Linked DNA regions of Gossypium hirsutum: region 2 is linked to region 1. Evidence: chromatin contacts called from public Hi-C data. All regions are on one chromosome and are shown on one strand. Each heading gives the region's core, a stretch centred on a gene start, on an enhancer-like site or on the middle of the called end of the contact. The rest is flanking DNA. Distances are from core to core; before and after follow the strand shown. Region 1 has its middle 24 kb from the start of LOC121212474. Region 2 has its middle 23 kb from the start of LOC107898051.

Region 1 (6,197 bases), core at 842-3,341:
AGAAATTTTTCTAAAAGAAATTTGGAGGGTTACATCAACATTTTAATATCGTTTTGAAAATTTATTTTTATTATATTTAAATTGTTAAATAATTTAATATATTTTTATTATATTTAATAATTAAAATAATTAATTAAAATTAATTAAAATAATTAAAATATATTATTTAAAAATTAATTAAAAATCAGATACGTAAAATCACATGTAACACATGTACCACTAGAAACTAGTAATATAAAAGTACAAATTTATAGAAACTTTTGAATCGACAAGAATACTCTTTATTGTTGATCATATTATTGTATTGACATTGAAAAAAATTATTTTTATAATATAATTTGTATTCATTTGAATTATACGATTGATTATTTTAATGAATTTATTATTATATATTATTTTAAAATAATTATCATTTAATTAGTGTTACAATTATATATCGTTATGATTTTTTCGAGTATTACTAGATATTATTTTAAATTAATTATTATTAGTTAGTGTTATGGTTATTTATCAATTAAAATTAAGATTTATTATTATAAGTAGCATTCAATAATATCATATCAATAATATTTTTATATTAATTAAATAATTACTAGATATTATTTGAAAGTAGTTATCATTTAATTTTTGTTGCAATTATATATAATTAAAACTAAGATATTTTTTTTAATAATCTCAAAAGCAAACTTTTGCAAATTTGTTTATGCAAAAAATAGTTGAAATATGCTCTCAAGTTCCCAACTTTCCGGTAATGATGGGGAGGGAGATCCTCATCCCGACGGTGGTCGTAACACAAAAAAAGTGAGATTTAAAGATTCTGTGGTTGAAGAAGACATCTCTATGGCTGTGGATCCTGAACCACAACAGATTATTTCATGGAAAGACAAACTTCTGGGGAATCATGTTGATGCGCCTACTTCAGATCGTGTCATGACGACTGAGGGGAATGACAATGATTTCGAATTATTGGAAGGAGATGTTAATACTTCCATCATTGATGGGATTCCTGCTATTGAATTTTTGAGCCGGATCAAGGAGATCTTTTTCAAAGAAATGGAACTGATGGTTATCGTCAAACTTTTAGGGAGAAACATTGGATACAATGCTCTTTATAATCGTATTCTTTTTCTTTGGAAACCAATTCATTCTATTCGTTTAATGGATATCGCTAACGGGTACTTTTTGGTGAAATTTCAAGATACAGGTGATTATAACAAGGCATTGTCTCAGGGTCCATGGACAGTTTACGGCTAGTATCTGACCGTGCAACCCTGGTCTAGATATTTCAATCCTTTGCAACCTTAACCGAGTGTAGTCTTGACTTGGATTCGCCTGCCAAATCTACCGGGACATCTGGATAAAAGGAAGATTATTGAGGTAATTGGGGGCCTCATTGGGAAAGTCGTCAAGCTGGATACTCAGACGGACAACCAAATCAGGGGGCGATATGCAAGATTAGCCGTCTACATTAACCTGGATAGACCATTGACCTCACAAGTTTTAATTGCCAGCCTTATTCAACGAGTTGAATATGAGGCTTTACTGACCGTTTGTTTTGAGTGTGGCAAATATGGTCATGTCAAAGAAATGTGTACCTCAGTTGTGTTGAATCAGAACTCCTCAGATGTGGAAAAATTAACGGAGGCTTCTCAGGATATGCCGATGGTTAGGGAGGGATCTCTTCCGTATGAGAGCTCGAATGGAGGAAATTCCGGTTCAGATGGCAAAGTGAAAGGGCCAGATTTTGAGCCATGGATGGTGGTGGAGAGGAGACCTTCACAGTGAGAAAAGCGTGAGTCTAACAAGGAAAATCCGGTGACTTATGAAAAGAAGGAAACTGGATCTAGGTTTTCGGCGCTTTTAGGGGAGGAAGACTTGGGGGTTGATTTGGCGCTGGTGAATGGAGGGTTTTTAAAAAGTGGAAAAGGGGATAAAGTGGCTGATAGGACAATAAATAGGAATGTTAGAGATTTTAATAGGGCTGGTAATTCGATGGAGAAATCAGGCCAAAGTTTGAACAAGGGGATGGGCCTTTCTAAAAGGTCTAATCTAAGTAGAAATTCAGCCAATAAGGAAAAGGAGTCACTAGGCCAAAATTCTAAAACTTATCTTGACAAAAGCTTAGGGAAAAGGCCTATGGGGCTGAATGGGGCAGTGGGAAATAATGGGGGGACCTATTATTAATTCTACCAATTCTAACTCAACTATCTCTATTTCGACAGGCCAGTAGAAGGTTAATCCAAAATCAATTTATTTGGATGGTGCTTCTAACCAAGGATCTCTGGAGGTTACAACCCAAGGAAATAACGAAGCTGAAATTTTAGAAAAAATAAAACTGCACTATAATCCTGTTTTTGATGAATCTGAGGGATTTATTGTTCCTATTTCAGACAATACCCTCGACCCAGGTAAGCACTCTGCTGTTAGTTTTAATAAATTTTTAACTCAATAGGATAATTCGGATTCGAGGACGATAGAGATTTTGGATTCAAACCTGGAGCCGAATTCAAATGTTTCCAAAAATCGAAGAGGCAAGGGGAATAACAAGGGGAATCGAAGCACTCGAAGAACTTATTTTGCTCTACGAGGTCGAGAGAACCTCTTTAACTCTTCTGGAAGCTTGCGTGTTCCCTTAGCTGAAACTATGGAGTCTATGGCAGAATTATTATCATCTCAAATTTTTAATGAGGCATCGAATGCTGAGGCTAATGGTACAGGGACCATGTCAGATAATAACACCGGCCTTGAATGATAAGGCATGTTTCCCTAATCTTTCCTAATTTTTTTCTAATGAATATATCTATCTTTTCATAGAATTGTCAGGGTTGTGCAAATGTTAAATTCCCCCACATTTTTCGGGAATATAACACGGAGTATAAACCGGATATTATAAGCTTGCTTGAACCAAGAGTTAGTGGAACCAAGGCTGGCAGTATAATTGCCAAGTTGGGGTTTTAGTATTCCCACCACGCGGAAGCAATTGGCTACTCAGGGGGCATTTGGATAGGATGAAAGGATTCTATCCGTCTTGAAGTGATCCACAGTCACCCGTAATTTATTCTATCTCGGGTTTGGTCCTTATCCTTGCCATTTCCTATTTTCATCGCTTTTGTTTATGGCAGTCCCAATAGACAAAGGCGTCAATTTCTCTGGAGCGAGTTAAGAAAGTCCATTCCTTTAGGTCAGAGCCCTTGGATTGCTGTCGGAGATTTCAACGCAATTCTCTCCACTTCTGAGAAATCTGGGAGTCTATCTAGGGGTAAGAGATGCCCTCATTTTGGTAATTTTGTTGATTTAGCTGAGCTTTATGACTTGGGCTTCAGGGGGCCTCCTTTCACCTAACATAGGGGAGCTTTGTTTGAAAGGCTTGACCGTGCTTTGGCTAATGAAATCTGGCTTCAAAATTTTCCTAACTGTATGGTGACACATCTTCCTAAGATTAAGTCAAATCACCATCCCCTCCTCATTTCTTTGAATCCGAATATTTCCCTCCCTAGGGGAAGGCCCTTTAGGTTTTTGATTGGTTGGATTGAGCATCCAGATTTTGATAGCTTTTTAAAAGAAAAATGGGATTATTCTGGTAATATGTCTGAATCTCTTGGAAAGATCACCTTAGATCTTAAGGATTGGAATAGACATGTTTATGGTAAACTCTTTGCTAGGAAGAAAGATCTTTTCAAAAGGATTGCTAATATTTAGAAGCTAAGAGATTTCTCTAGATCTCATCATCTTGATCAAGTGGATTTGTATCTCTGACAAGAACTCGAGGGTGTTTTGCATCATGAAGAACTTCTGTGGAAGTAAAAAGCGAGATGTGATTGGCTAAAATTTGGAGACCGAAATACGAAATTTTTTTGTACCTGTACTTTGATAAGGAGGAAAAACAATCGTATTACTACTATTCGAAACTCTTATGGTAATTGGATTTATGAATCTGAGGATATTAAAGATGAAGCTAACAAGTTTTTTCAAAAACTGTATAGAGATATTCCTGCACCTATGGGAAATTTGCCTTAGAGCGGTTTTCCTCAACTTGATCCAGCTGGTATCAATTTTTTGGAAAGGCTAGTGACAAATGAGGAGATTAAGAAGGCTATGCTTGATATGGCTCTGTTGAAAGCCCAAAGCAGCGATGGTTTTCATGTGTTGTTTTTCCAGAAGTAGTAGGACATTTTAGGAGAGTGGTTTGTGATTGGGTTCGGAAGGTTTTTGATGGAAATCCTATTGATTCTGATCTAAATAATACTCTTATTGTTCTTATTCCAAAGATTCAGAATCCAAAAAATTTTAGTCATTTTCGGTCTATTAGCTGTGTTCTGTTCTCTATAAGTTAACGATGAAGGTTATCGCGAATCGATTCAAGCTTATTTTCCCTAAAATCATTGCTCCAGAACAAGCTAGTTTTATTGCTGGAAGGAACATTAATGAGAATATTATTATTCTCAAGAGGTGATCCATAACATGAGGAGTCAAAAGAATCGTAAATGGATGGCTATTAAAATTAACTTGGAAAAGGCTTATGACGAGTCAAATGAGAATTCATTGAAGCTTCCCTTTGAGCGGCAGGTATCCCTGATTATCTTATCAATGTTATTATGCCTTGTATCTCTAATGCTTCTATTCAGGTCATGTGGAATGGTGTTCCTTTATCTAAATTCAGACTCGTAAGAGGAATCCAGCAAGGGTGCCCTCTTTCCCCTTACCTTTTTGTTCTTTGTATGGAGTGGCTTGGCCACTTAATTCAGTTTGCTATTTCGGAAGGTAAATGGAACCCTATTCATTTATCTTGAAATGGGCCTACTATCTCGCATTTATTTTTTACAGATGGCTTGGTTATATTTAGTAAAGCTGACTCAAGGTATAGTGAAGTTTTAAAATCCATCCTGGATGATTTCTGTGCGCTGTCTGGGCATAAAGTTAATGCGAGGAAGACCAACATCTTTTTCTCAAAAGGAGTAGATGAAATTACGGTGAATATGATTAGTAATAGATTTGGATTTCAGCAGGCCCATAATCTTGGTCATTATCTTAGAGTTCCTCTCTTTCATCAAAGGGTTACCAGCAGTACTCTTCAGTTTGTAGTGGAGAAAGTTTGTAGTAAACTTCAAAACTGGGAAGCCAAAAAGCTCTCGGTAGCTGGGCATGTTAATTTAGCACAATCTGTCCATTTTATCTATACCTAGCTACTTTATGCAAACCATGATGATTCCTAGGAAAACTCACGATGAGATCGAAAGTCTGGTCAAACATTTCATTTGGGGGTCTTCTGAAAGGAAAAGAAAGATGTCTCTGATTGGTTGGGAGTCTATCTGCCAACCAAAAATGTGTGGAGGCTTAGGGCTAAGGAAACTTCGCGATAAGAATTTATCCTTTTTAATTAAACTGGGATTCAAACTGGTGTCGGACAAGGAAGCATTTTGGGTTCATATGTTAAAGTCAAAGTATCAAGTGAAGGATGAGTTTCCAGTGTAATAGCCCAAATTTTCCCGGGCCCATAAAAAAACTAAATAAAAGAAAAAACAAAAATTAAATAAATTAATAAAAGTTTTACAGTCCATTTACAAAACCCAAATTTGTTAGCCCATTTACATAGCCCACAGGACCCATTAACCCTATACTCGGTTACACCTAAAACCCAATAGCCGAAATACCCAAACCAGACCCAAACTAGCGAGAACCAATGCCTAAATCGAATCTGGAAACCCTAGGGTTTCCAGAAACTTCACGCCGCAAGTACCCCAAGCGTCACGCCCTTTCGTCTCGTACCGTTCCAGTGGGCTTCATCGGCGCCGTGTCTCTGGCTCCATATCACGCCGTAATTGGCGCACGAATCGACGCCAGAACATTCACTACCAGATTTCTCGCTGTTACCTGTAAAAAGAGAAAGAAACAGCAGAGACGAAACAAATATAGCAAGAAATAAAATCAAGATTGTAAATATATTTTTTCAGTGGCTATAAAAGCCCGAATCAAGAACGATGTAAGACTACGGTTTTTTTATATACACATATATACAATAAAAGACCAGCAGTGGATTAAAGAAACAGAGGTGATTATTTCATTTTTTTCTCTTTATAAATACGTACAAATACCGTAAAATAAAACGAAAAAACTTAAAGCCGGATTCGCGTCAAAAAATGAAGCTTTCCAGCTTCTGGTCGCCGTATGTGGCAGAGTTGACGGCGGCGCGTAGGGGC
Region 2 (5,559 bases), core at 1,131-3,630, 100 kb before region 1:
TTCTCCTGTAAATATAAGGGGGTGGTGGTGGTGTAAAGTTTGCTGAAGACATTTTTATGAAAATAAGCCCTCAAAGATAAGTGATTCTTGATACCAATTGTTGGATATTTGATGAAGGAAAGATTGGAACAGAGGCAAAAAGAATAATTTCTTTTTAAGAAGAATCAACTTGTTAGCTATTGTTTTATTATAAACTGATTGCAATGTTTACAGGAATAAGAAAGCTTAAATAAGCTAAAAAATAATAATACAATAATTACAACTTAGCTTAATCTAGTGACTAGATTCATATAAACTTCTTTTTCATGGTTGATTTCAGTCTAATCAACTGCCACAATGTCTAATCAAAAAGTTATTATTGTTTCAGTGCAAGCTAGTAACTTGCCGTGTGAAGAGCTCGCAGGTAAGCTCTCAAGTTGGGTGAGCTCGCATTTTTTAGTGAGCTCACAATTCGCAGTTTGCATGGATGGTCATTTTGCAACAAACCACAAGTTAACTGAGTAATTTTTTTTACTGACTTAGCATAAATTCATGATATGAGATAGAAACAAAGATTTGCAGGCATGCCACCCGCACACACACATGAAAATAAATCAAAGAACAGGATACTGAAACATACAGTCATTACTCCAGTTGCAGCACTAACACCAGCTTCTCCAAATATTTCAGTTGCAGCATCTGTGACTAAAGCGGTTGCTCCAATATTGGACGCACTGAGTACATAAACACAATCTACAATAAGAAATGCTTTGAAGCTTAAGCTGAAAAGAAATGGAAGCGGAAAATATCAAGGTGATGGTAAGGAAAGAGGAGTACGTGGTGCCTATAAGAATGGTAGTGAGAAACCGAGTTACATCACTACGAAGCATTTTGAACACACCATCTTCGGACTCTTTTTCCGCCAGCTCACGTATCTGAGACAGATTAACATCAGATTATCAATGGATGATAGATTTCTTAAAGGCTTGATGACCTGACAAACTAGAAACAACCAGTATACAAAGAAGAAAACTTGCATCAGATATTTTCTACTTCAGCCCTCTCTAACTAAAAAATTAAAGTGCAATCTATTTTTCAAAATATTTATCTGATGCCCTTATGTTGTTCCTATGGATTATAAAAAAAAAGTTGCTTGTCTTTGTTCTCTCTCCGCCTCTCCTTTCTTCTCCCTTTACACTCCGAATGTTTTCCTGTATTCTATCTTGAAGAGATGAATATCACTAAAGAAGCTCAATTCACCATAATAATACGATATGGAATTTATATGGAAAGCTGACATAGCAAATCAAAAATTGATTTATATCAACTTGAGCCAAATTCAAAAAGTCACCAAAGAAAATCAAACAACAATCAGGAAAGGGAAAATATTCAAAAGATAGCAGTAAAATTGACTGAAGCATCTAGATTCTTTCCAACTTGCAACAATCTGAAACCGCATTACTCACCAGAAATATGCATTCAATAAGTATAAAGCTATTAAATCCAGGGTCAAAGAAATAAATACCTTCCAGGGCCATAATGTAGTTATAGCAGTCTCAGCCATTGAGAAGAAGGCAGACAGACCTAAAAGCAGTGTCAAAACCACACCTTGCTCCTTGAATACTTTCAGAATCATAGATGCCTTAGGCCAAGCATTTCTCAACAGCAACATGGACTTCCCAATCACCACATAACCAGCATTAACCACTTCTTCTACAGCAAACACCCTTTTGCATCCAAGGATTAAAATACCACAAACCATTGCCCCCAAAATTCCCTTTCTCAGCCAACTCAACTTCTGTTCATTTTCTTCACTTGACAACCCCAAATGTGTTTGATCTCCAGAAGAACCGGTTTTTGGCAATCCAAAGGACTTGAAAACTCGGGGATTGGGAAAGCTGGAGAATTGAGGAGTTGGGCAATTCTTTATTTTGGATAAAAACTTTGATGGGAACTTCAAATTTCGATTAAAAAACTTGAAAGGTGAGGACTTTGTTGAAGAAATAAAACTGGGTTGGCTCAGAAAAAAAGATTCAAGTGCCATTTCCATCAATAAGAATAAGATAATATTCTAAACCAAAAAAGGATCAAATTTTGTTTAAACAAAGAATGGAAGTAGAAAGAAAAAGAAAGGGACTCTCAGGTGTTCTATTGGGATGAAGAGGATTCCCATGGAAGGGTGGGCCCTTCATCACTCTAAGAAGGGGTCTTTCAGAGAAGGCTTGGTTTTGGTGAAAGGGAAGATTTTGCTTGCAGTAAGTGCAGGAGTGAAGCAAAATCACAAAACTTACCCCCCCCCAAAAAAAAAAAATCCCCATTGATTTTACAATTACAACTCTCTCCCTATACTAACCGAAGTTTAGTTACCAGTCTCTGCTTTCTATCTACTTCAGAAAATATGTGGTAGAAAACCATACATGGCTTGAATTTGGCAATATCCAGAACTCCAATCCAATTAAATTAAACCATGAATAGAATATGAAAATGACATTAATTTTAATATGAACAACTGAGAATATAAAACAGTTGTACTAATGGATAATGGTGAGTCAAAGAAGCAAGTGCCAAGTAACCAAAACTAGAATTTGTAACTATGCATAAAGTTTTTCAACATAGTTCAAGAGTAAGCCAAGTTGGCAACTTGATATGTTCTTCCTCAAGCATTTTGGACTGTTTTTAAATTTTGGATAGCTCAAACATCGGCGGCAAGACATCAATTTTGGATGCCTGGTAACCAGTCCAGTGCACTAGGAAGAAGTAAGTTTGTCAAAGGAAAGCATCCTAAAGATTCATTTCCAAATTGGAATTTGGTTATTCACCACCTGTGAGATCGTTGCTAAACATCCATGATAATTGGTGAATTCCTAGGTTCAAATTTATGTTGCAGCATGTAGAGGATATTCTAAGGTTCCAACTTAGGGGGGAAATTGATTAATAGGATAGGATTGATACTGTTAATTTTCAACTTTGTAGGGACTGGGATCGTATAATGTTTGGGGTAGTTATTCATCTGTTCATTTGTTTTGGTTGGTTTTTTTATGTACTTTGTAGCTGAATTATGCTTCTTTTTGGATGATAAAATTCATCACTTGTCCAAACAAACAACAACAAAAAATAATAAAAAAATAAGGAATCTTACTTGATGCAGTCGGAAAGGACCCTGAATATTTTTATATCTCGGGGTGAAGCTAAGATTTTGATTGAGTGAGATTTTTCTTTAAATAAAGAATCATCTAAAATAAGATACCTTTTTGTCTTTTTTTATGCATTATCTGGGAAGGAAACTTTTACACCCATGCATGCTTTTGACTTCGTAGAAGGAGATCTTGCTTTAAACAAGAGAATATGTAGATCACAGATTTGGAGAAAGAAATGTGAATCCGCATAAAACTTATAATTGGGAAAATAATTCTGTTATTTTAATAAACTATTAATCCCTTATCCTAATAAACTACTAAAAGATAAAATAAAATATTTCTAAAATATTAATAAAACTTATCTAACTAAATAAGATTTGTCTACCTAAATAAATTTAAAATATATATATATTTAAACAGCTTTTATAAATGAAAAGAGATTATACAACATTATTAGATTCCTAACACTTTTAACTTCGTTCCATGAAACTCTGTCTTTGACAACGTACAAGACTCAATGCTTTATTATTTTCTACAACTGTTTATGGAAGCAAAAAAGAAAGGATTGTTTTGTACAAAACATCCTGCGTTGCTTTCGCCCTAATGAGCACTTGGACTCTTCTACATGAAGATGTAAAATTAACACCTGATTTTTTCCACCATCTAGACCAGTCAACTTCATTTTGATCTTATACTGTACTCCGCTACAAGCTGTGCAAAAGATGATGACTTGTTCTCTAGCAATCTAGCCAGGGAATCGTATTCTTCAATAACTCCTGCAACAATTCTACAAGTTTTAAATGGAGTGCAACTTCAAAGAGTGTTGCAAGCAAATCATAATTTACTGCAATACTAACCCTGACTTAGAAGTAGAACCATATCACTATCAACAACCGAAGTTATTCGGTGGGCAATTGTTATGACCGTACAGTCACAGAAGTGCTCCCTTAAGGTTGTCTGGATCAGATTATCAGTAGCTGTATCAACCGATGCCGTTGCTTCATCAAGTACTAAGATCTTACTTTTCTTGAGCAGTACACGCCCGAGGCAAACCAGCTGCCTTTGCCCCATACTCCAATTCTCTCCATTCTCGCTAACTGTTGAAGCAATGTTATCAAATCATAATACTGTCATTCAAAAACTCAAATCAAGTAGATCTTAAACAATTTGTATGACATTCAAAAGCAAAAACAACCAATTTGTATGTTATGTTATAGGATATCGGACCTGAAGACTCTAGTTGGCACTTATCCAACACCTTAAGGCACCATTGATACATGTCAGGATTCAAATACTAATCATAAAAGATTGCATTCATTAGAAAGGAAATGGTACGAATAAAAATGATATGAACCCACCTCCCAAATCTGTTCATCTGTGTACTCTTTGAGAGGGTCCAAATTGCTTCGTACAGTCCCTTCAAACATGGTAGGATCCTGAGGAATGATGCTGAGTCTTAACCGCAAATCTTGCAGTCCAATTGATGAGATACTGACACCATCAATTATAATCTGGCCTGCTGCAGGTTCAACAATTCAGAACAGTGTTTGTATGAGAGTTGTTTTGCCACTGCCTGTTCGCCCTACAATGCCGGTTTTCAAACCTCCAGGAAATGTGCATGTCAGACCTCGTAAGACAAGTGGCATGTGCGAGGCGTACCTCACCTACATAGATCATCATCAGTTACTTCAAAAATAATACATCAAATTAGAGTCATAAACCTCATTCAACTGCATTACCTGCAGATCATGAATATGAACTTCTCCACAAAATGGCCAAGATCGGTCCGGCCTATTAGTTTCTATTACTGTTAAAGTTAGTTCCCATGCAGCCCATGCAGATTCAAGCACGTGAAAATTAATGCACTTATGTTATCCGGGTAAAGTATGTGCAAGAATTCATACACACAAGTTACCCGGGTAAAATACATGCAACTGAAGGGGTTGATGCTTCTTTTCCGTCTCAGTTACATTTTGTTACCGTTTAACTATGCTTTTGTAATCTAGTTCATTTTGAACTTAGTTTAGTTTATGTTTGATGTAATTTGATGGTGATAGAGCTGATCGCCAGCTTTGTTTATGTTTGCAAGCAAAATCACCTAGTCCCTATGTAACTAGTGGAGTTAGGTAGTGTTTAGGTAAAGGATTTGTTAATCTTTTGACCAGCCAAATAACTGGTATATGTAATGGCTTTAAGCCAATGTTTCAAATGAATGAAATCATCAGATTTTCTTCCATATGCTCCATCTTTCTTTGCCTTCTAAAAACTTCTAAGTTCTGTTCTTCATTGTTGACAGTAGCTAAAAGCTTGAACTCCAAGCATTTTTCCTTCATATTTTATCCGGGTATAATACGTTGCTGCCGGTGCTCTGTTTGCAACTTTTACTTTACCCGGTTAAAGTACTCTCAAACTCCAACAATTGGTATCAAGAGCTTTCATCTTA

What was found. Hi-C and Micro-C count contacts between places; a contact is called where the count stands out from the background.
Region 2: a Hi-C map of leaf shows a contact between it and region 1, with 1.6 times the contacts expected there. The contact joins two enhancer-like sites. A contact is called at or near these places in 2 of 34 Hi-C or Micro-C datasets (both in leaf).

What each region holds. Positions count from the first base shown.
Region 1 is chrA13:93,392,490-93,398,686 of Gossypium_hirsutum_v2.1, reverse strand. No RefSeq gene overlaps it. Among protein-coding and RNA genes, the nearest start is that of LOC121212474, 24 kb to the left of the region's middle. Within about 2 kb of position 2,091, at least 9 of the 9 cell types and tissues checked have an H3K27ac peak or open chromatin away from gene starts, as enhancers often do. A contact at or near this core is called in leaf, where this site is marked.
Region 2 is chrA13:93,493,087-93,498,645 of Gossypium_hirsutum_v2.1, reverse strand. It overlaps the pseudogene LOC107898599 and the pseudogene LOC107898597. Among protein-coding and RNA genes, the nearest start is that of LOC107898051, 23 kb to the left of the region's middle. Within about 2 kb of position 2,380, at least 6 of the 9 cell types and tissues checked have an H3K27ac peak or open chromatin away from gene starts, as enhancers often do. A contact at or near this core is called in leaf, where this site is marked.